2 separate regions of the Callithrix jacchus genome follow, and region 2 is linked to region 1. Evidence: chromatin contacts called from public Hi-C data. All regions are on one chromosome and are shown on one strand. Each heading gives the region's core, a stretch centred on a gene start, on an enhancer-like site or on the middle of the called end of the contact. The rest is flanking DNA. Distances are from core to core; before and after follow the strand shown.

Region 1 (3,202 bases), core at 298-2,797:
AAATTAGCCAGGTGCAGTGGTCCATGCCGTATTCCCAGCTACTCAGGGGGCTGAGGCACAAGAATTGCTTGAACCCAGGAGGCAGAGGTGCAGTGAGCTGAGATCATGCCAGCGCACTCCAGCCTGGGCAACAGAGTGAGAGTCTGTCTCAAAAAAGAAAAAAAAGTTTTTCTTATTGTAGTTCACAGCTCAAAAATTCGAAGAAAAACACTGCCTCAAACCATATCCTTGAAAACATCTGGACTTATGTCTGTCTTCTTCACCACTGCACACACATACAGACACACACACACAGTTTCATGAGACAATGCTCACTCATATATGACTAAGTAAAAACATAAAGTGAAATAGCAAACACGATTCTATTCATATTCAAATACGACATAGAGAAAGAGTCCAAAATAAATAATACAAAACCAGAAGTACTGGTCATGACATTTGATTTCACAGCTCATCAACGGGTTACAGGTCAATCTGAAATACGCAGGTAGAAGAGAGAGACCGCAAGTAGTGGTTAGAGCAGTGCAGTGAACGCTGTGTTGAGAGAATGGCAACTACAGACACCAGGCCAAAGTGGGCACCCAAGGAAGAACCCAGGAAGTCAGAAGGCTTCCTGGAGGACATGGTATTTAGGCTGAAAGTTGAAGGATAAATAGGAGTTACCAAGTTCCGGAGGGGAGAGGGAGCCTGGAAAGGCAGGGAGAGCTCCTGGCAGAAGGATGGACCCACACAAAGTAAACAAACGTCCCACCCCTTGCCTCTGCTACACATAGGAAGGAGGTATTTTCCTGCCTAAAATAGCATGGGGAGCAAAGGTCATTGAACTATGCTTGCAAGGTAAAACATAAAAATATCTCTGCAGTAAAAATATATGTATATATAAACTCCCTCTCTCTATCACTCTACACACACACACACACACACACACACACACACACACACACACACACACATTCCAAAACTCTTAAGAAAGACATATAGAAGGCAATTCTGGCCAGGATATTTGATGGGTGGGGTGATGTTCAGGGTTATTCTCTCACACTTCCTTAGGGAATAGTAAATTAGGCACAATTTATCTAATTACTCAAACTTACTTTTAATCTCAGTGGAAATGAAACTGCTTAAATTGCAAAGGTGATAAAGCGTTGAAAGATGTAAACAGGTGTGGTTCCTGGCTCCAGAAATCTCTCCTTCTCCTGGGCGCCTGCCACCATCCCCCCCGCTTCCTCCCCACACCATGACCTCCCCTGTGTTTGCCATTCTCTGCATTCCTCACATGTGCAGACCCTGTGCCTTGGGCTGCAGTTCCTAAGTGGAGACAGGGTAGGACTGTAAAGCACCCTGGCGACAGATCAGCCATCTTCTGGCTGCCTCTGCCTTCCAGCATGCCAATAATTAGGCCTCTGGTTTGACCTGTTTCCTGGTGCTGGTCCATCTCTCTCATGCCAGGACCTGGCTTCTGTGCCTCACCCCCTTTGGCGTGGCATTTAAGCAAGGGCTCTCCTTTTTCCACTTGTCTGGGCTGCAGCCTCTGCTGTTTCCTCTCTGCTTAATCCTTCCACACACCTGCAACCAAGTAGTTGCATCAAAGGTCCTCAGGAGCCAGGTGATCCCAGGAGGCGCATGCATTGCCATTCATTTTGGGGATTCATTAAAAAAGTCCACGGGGACCCACAGAATAGACTGGTTTTGAAGGAGCAAAGAGGCCAGTGTGGATGTGATGAAAGCAGCATGTGAGCAGAGAAAAAGCCAGAGAGAGAGAGAACATGCACACACACACACTCAGGAGAGCACGTGCTCTTAGCATCCAATAGGCCGCAGCTAGGGTGATAGGTTCAGGCAAAGAAAGGAAGGAGTCCACAAAACAAAGCTCTTTCCTATATCAAAATTGTGTTACATTAGCCTCCAGCCACGCTGGCCTGGCCTTTCAGTTGCTCCAACACATCAAACTCCTTCCTATCATATGTGATCCCCTCTGCCTAGACAGTCCATGATTCAATTACCTCCCCCTGGGTCTCTCACACAACATGTGGGAATTCTGAGAGATACAATTCAAGTTGCGATTTGGATGGGGACACAGCCAAACCATACCAATCCCCTATGTAATCATAATTACTATGGTGAATCTGCCTTTATTTGTGTAAGGTATCTCTTCTCTACTAGACTGTAAGGCTGTGAGGAAAGGGATCATCTCATCCAGGATACTGGAGTGCAGTGGTTCAATCATGGCTCACTGAACCCTCGAACTCCTGGACCCAAGCAATCCTCTCACCTCAGCCTCCTGAGTAGCTGGGACTACAGGTGTACACCACCATGCCCGACTAATTTTTGTATTTTTAGTAGAGATGGGGTTTTGCCATATTGGCCAAGCTGGTCTTGAACTCCTGACCTCATGATCTGCCTATCTCAGCCTCCCAAAATGCTGGGATTACAGGTGTGAGCTACCATGCCCTGCCAAGTGTTCTTACTTCTGTGAAAATCTCCAATCCTCCCATTGTGTCTTTCCATGAAAATATAAGCTATTGTGCTGTTTGGTAAACTCCTTCTGGGCAGGATCAAAATCTTATTCAACTTTGATTTCCAGTACCTAGTGCATTACCAGGCTAGAGCAAATGCTCCTAGTACATACTATAACATCACCCCACCCATCAAATATCCTGGCCAGAATTGCCTTCTATATGTCTTTCTTAAGAGTTTTAGAATGACTAAAACTCTTAAGAGTTTTAGAGTGTGTATGTCTGTGTGTGTCTGTGTGTGTGTGTGTGGAGAGTGATAGAGAAAGGGAGTTTATATATACATATATTTTTACTGCAGAGATATGTTTGTTTTACCTTGCAAGATAGTTCAATGACCTTAGCTCCCCATGCTATTTTAGGCAGGAAAATACTGATCAATGGACAAACAATGAGCAAAGCTAAAGTCACTCAAAACTCAAATGACACCAACAAAACTTACCCATTTGCTCTACTATATCAGAAAGATCTAGATTTAGAATATGTTTTATCCACTTAACAAATGCATACTGAACACTAAATGCCTTTTCAACACTAAATAGATGTAAGGCTAAATGCCAGGCATTGTGCCAGGTACTGGAAAGGCATCACTGAACAAGAAGAGACTGTTCCAAACATCCTGGAGTTTAGACACTCGTAGAGGAAACCAGTAGCAAGCAAATCATTGATCAAATGATGGCCACGGTGAT
Region 2 (3,025 bases), core at 355-2,854, 190 kb before region 1:
TTAAAACACTGTTTCTATGGGAAAATATGCATTATAAATACCTTCTTTGAAACCAACTTTTGAAACCCTGCTGATTTGTAAGTTGGGGGCCAGTGATCTAAAGTGATCACCTACTGATCTGTAAAATTCTCAGCACTAGTCTGTCATCAAGCATTTATTGAGTAACTGCTGGGTGGATTACACTGTGATAAGCATAGCAAGAGTGAAACAAAAGAAATAAAGGAGTGTTTCTGCCCTCAAGAAGCGTGTACCTCGTTGGAGAGAGAAAACCTGCATACAAAGCAACCTGAGAACTTTTACAATGCCCGAGTCCACAGAGCGAGAGGCCTGCCGGCAGCAGCGTAAAAGAGGGACGTGAGGCAAGTGTGGTGAATCGGGAAAATGTGAGGTTCCACTGGCAGAGCATGTTCCCTATTCAGTTGTAATCCCCAGAGGCACACCAAAGACTCATTTTTCCTGGAGAGCTTCACACAGGCATGAAGCCGTAGCTGCAGTGAATGTCATATGATCCTGGCGTGCCAAGCAATTTGAAACTACAAATGGCATGTAGTATTACCTTATTAGGAAAGGTTCAGGCTTTTTTCTCTTTCTGCTTCATTTTTGTTGTTTAAAGGAAGGTAGGTTCTTGGCAGGCTGGGCAGTGGGTACCTTCTGTCCCCAGAGTTTCAGTTCTGAAGCACGCCCTGGTGAATCAGTCTTTCTGAGGGTGCCCAAGCTTTGGAGCCCGACTTTGTGTTTTTGTGTAATTTTCTGGGAGAGTCTGCAGATGGGACAGTTCCTAACCAGTGACTCAGGACCCGAGAGGCAGAGCCCTTACCTTATTTGTCAGGCAGAGCTGTTGCTTTTCGTGTCTCTCAAGCCTTGAGGTCTCCAAAAGGGAGAAGGGAGATTGGGAGAGGGGAACAAGTTGTGGGTAAAATTCCTGGAGTCGGGCTGTGGTGCATCCCACTGGGAATGCCAGTAGCCTGTGGAGAGGGGCGTGTGGCTGAGGTTGCTTTGCCAGTGAGGCATCTGGATCAACCAGTCTGTCCTGATTGGAGGCTCCTAAAATAAGCCCTTTGCTCTGTTGTGCAGGCTGCCTCTGAGACGTGCTTCCTAGGGGCTGCAATCAGCAAATAATTGTACCCAGACCCTTCCTCCTGGTACTGTCTTTTAGCTTTGAGAAGCACTGAATCCTTGTTACTATATATGCAGTGGGGGAAAGGATGACATTTCTCTTCAAACAATTTACATCATCATCAGTAGCAGCAAACAGTTACAGTTACTGAGTGCTTACTGTGTTCCAGGCACTCCATATGCTTCATCTCATTTAATTCCCTGTACAGCCGTGGAAGGACTTTTTTTATTATTAAAACTCCTAATACTATGATCTTAAAATAAATATTACCCTAATGTAAAGATCCATTTTGCAGGTGAAAAAAAACTGAGGTTTAGGGGAAGGTTAAGCAACCTGTCCATAGTCCCACCACGAGCAAATGACAAAGGCAGGGATGTAAACCCAAATCTGTCTGCCTCCAAACTAAATTAGCAGACTCTTCTCCTTAGACACATTTTTATTTGCAGTTACTGTAAGTAGTGTCTGCAGACTTTACTTCTGCTTTATTCTCCTACATTATTCAGGCAGGAATGGAGGGTTTTGTTTTTCCCCCAGAGGAGTGGGAAGAGGGAAAGGCCTTGGAAAGTAAGTCAGAGATGAATTTTTTTTTAAAGTAGAGCTTGTAAGGGAAGTGTTGAGTTGGCCAACAGAAAGGGAGAGGCTATTCTGGACTTCACATGTGTTACGGAAGAATGCGTGGTAATGAGTGGGAGAAACAGAAAGTAAACCAGGACAGGGCAGGATCAAATAGAAGGAAATGTGATAGCAAAGAAAGAGGTAGTCTTGCCTCCAAAAGTAGCGTGTTAATGATTAGCGCTCTGCAGTTTTCAGATCTCACATGCTCTCAGCAGCATTCAAAACTCCCTTGTTTTGGGGAGAGTTTTGCTTTTCAAAACACAAAACCATGACATTTAATTCTGAGTTTCTGTACGGACTGGATGAAATCACCACTGGAAAAACAAGAATGGCAGTGCATGTTAATTATTTCAGGAACTCTTCAAGGGTGCAAATAAAACAGCTGCTATCCCAAGAGACACCACACTTGTTCCTCCACCCTCTCTTCTTGTCCCTCAAGCCCCTGAGTTCTGCTTTCCGTGCCTTTCTCACATCCCTTATGTTTCACTGAAGAGAAAAAAAAAATGCATGGAAGAGATTTTTATTTTTATTTTTTTATAAAGCATGTTATATCTTCCCAGTAGCCTATAGTATGGTCTCAGGGCTACTCTGACTTTCATTCTGATTGACCTTTGATTGGTAGCCACCAGCCTCTGGAAAGTCAGGAATTTCTTTCTTGATCTATAACCAAACTCCTAAATGCTCAGAACTTCCACTCTTCAAAGGAAACATGTTACAAACAGAAAACTCCTTTCAAATTGAATGGTAGTCCACTCTTGAGGTTCTCTCCTTTCCCCACCCCTGAAAAAGGGAAGTTTTTTTATCTCTGTCCTCTGCCTCTCTCTCCCTGCCCCCTCATGCAGACTAACAGTCTCTTGTTCTGATATAGAATGTTCTGTAATTATTTGTCCTCTGAAGATTAGGATAATAAAACATTTCAGCCACCCTCTTTCGGGTTCCCACTTTGCCCCAGTGAATAGAACTATGCCCCACCATCCTTTTCCTCATAGCCAGCAGCCTCAAGTCCCACAATAGCTCTGCCTTGGCACAGGGAGCCAACATTGTTTGCATAGCATACATTCCTGGACAATTAAAAGATCCAGTTTAACCTTCAGAGCATCCCATCAGTTTGTGGGTGTTTGTTCCGGGGAGAGGAGAAGAGATGGTAACTTTCTTGGTCCACACATGATGCTACCCACACACACAAGTCCAAATCTTTATAGTTTGTAGAGATTAGCTAAAAATTGTGTTGCTAAAGTTCACATGTAAAACCTAACATTTAAGGTACTTCAGTCTTTCTGTCCAGAAGCAGAT

What was found. A called contact is a pair of places that touch in the nucleus more often than the background predicts.
Region 2: a contact with region 1 is called in a Hi-C map of skeletal muscle, with 2.7 times the contacts expected there. The contact joins two enhancer-like sites. A contact is called at or near these places in 2 of 3 Hi-C or Micro-C datasets (induced pluripotent stem cells and skeletal muscle).

What each region holds. Positions count from the first base shown.
Region 1 is chr7:104,782,561-104,785,762 of calJac240_pri, reverse strand. No RefSeq gene overlaps it. Among named protein-coding and RNA genes, the nearest start is that of SERBP1, 120 kb to the right of the region's middle. Within about 2 kb of position 1,547, at least 3 of the 16 cell types and tissues checked have an H3K27ac peak or open chromatin away from gene starts, as enhancers often do. A contact at or near this core is called in skeletal muscle, where this site is marked.
Region 2 is chr7:104,976,005-104,979,029 of calJac240_pri, reverse strand. The region is part of intron 2 of GNG12 (G protein subunit gamma 12); the gene reads left to right. Among named protein-coding and RNA genes, the nearest start is that of GADD45A, 63 kb to the right of the region's middle. Within about 2 kb of position 1,604, at least 7 of the 16 cell types and tissues checked have an H3K27ac peak or open chromatin away from gene starts, as enhancers often do. A contact at or near this core is called in skeletal muscle, where this site is marked.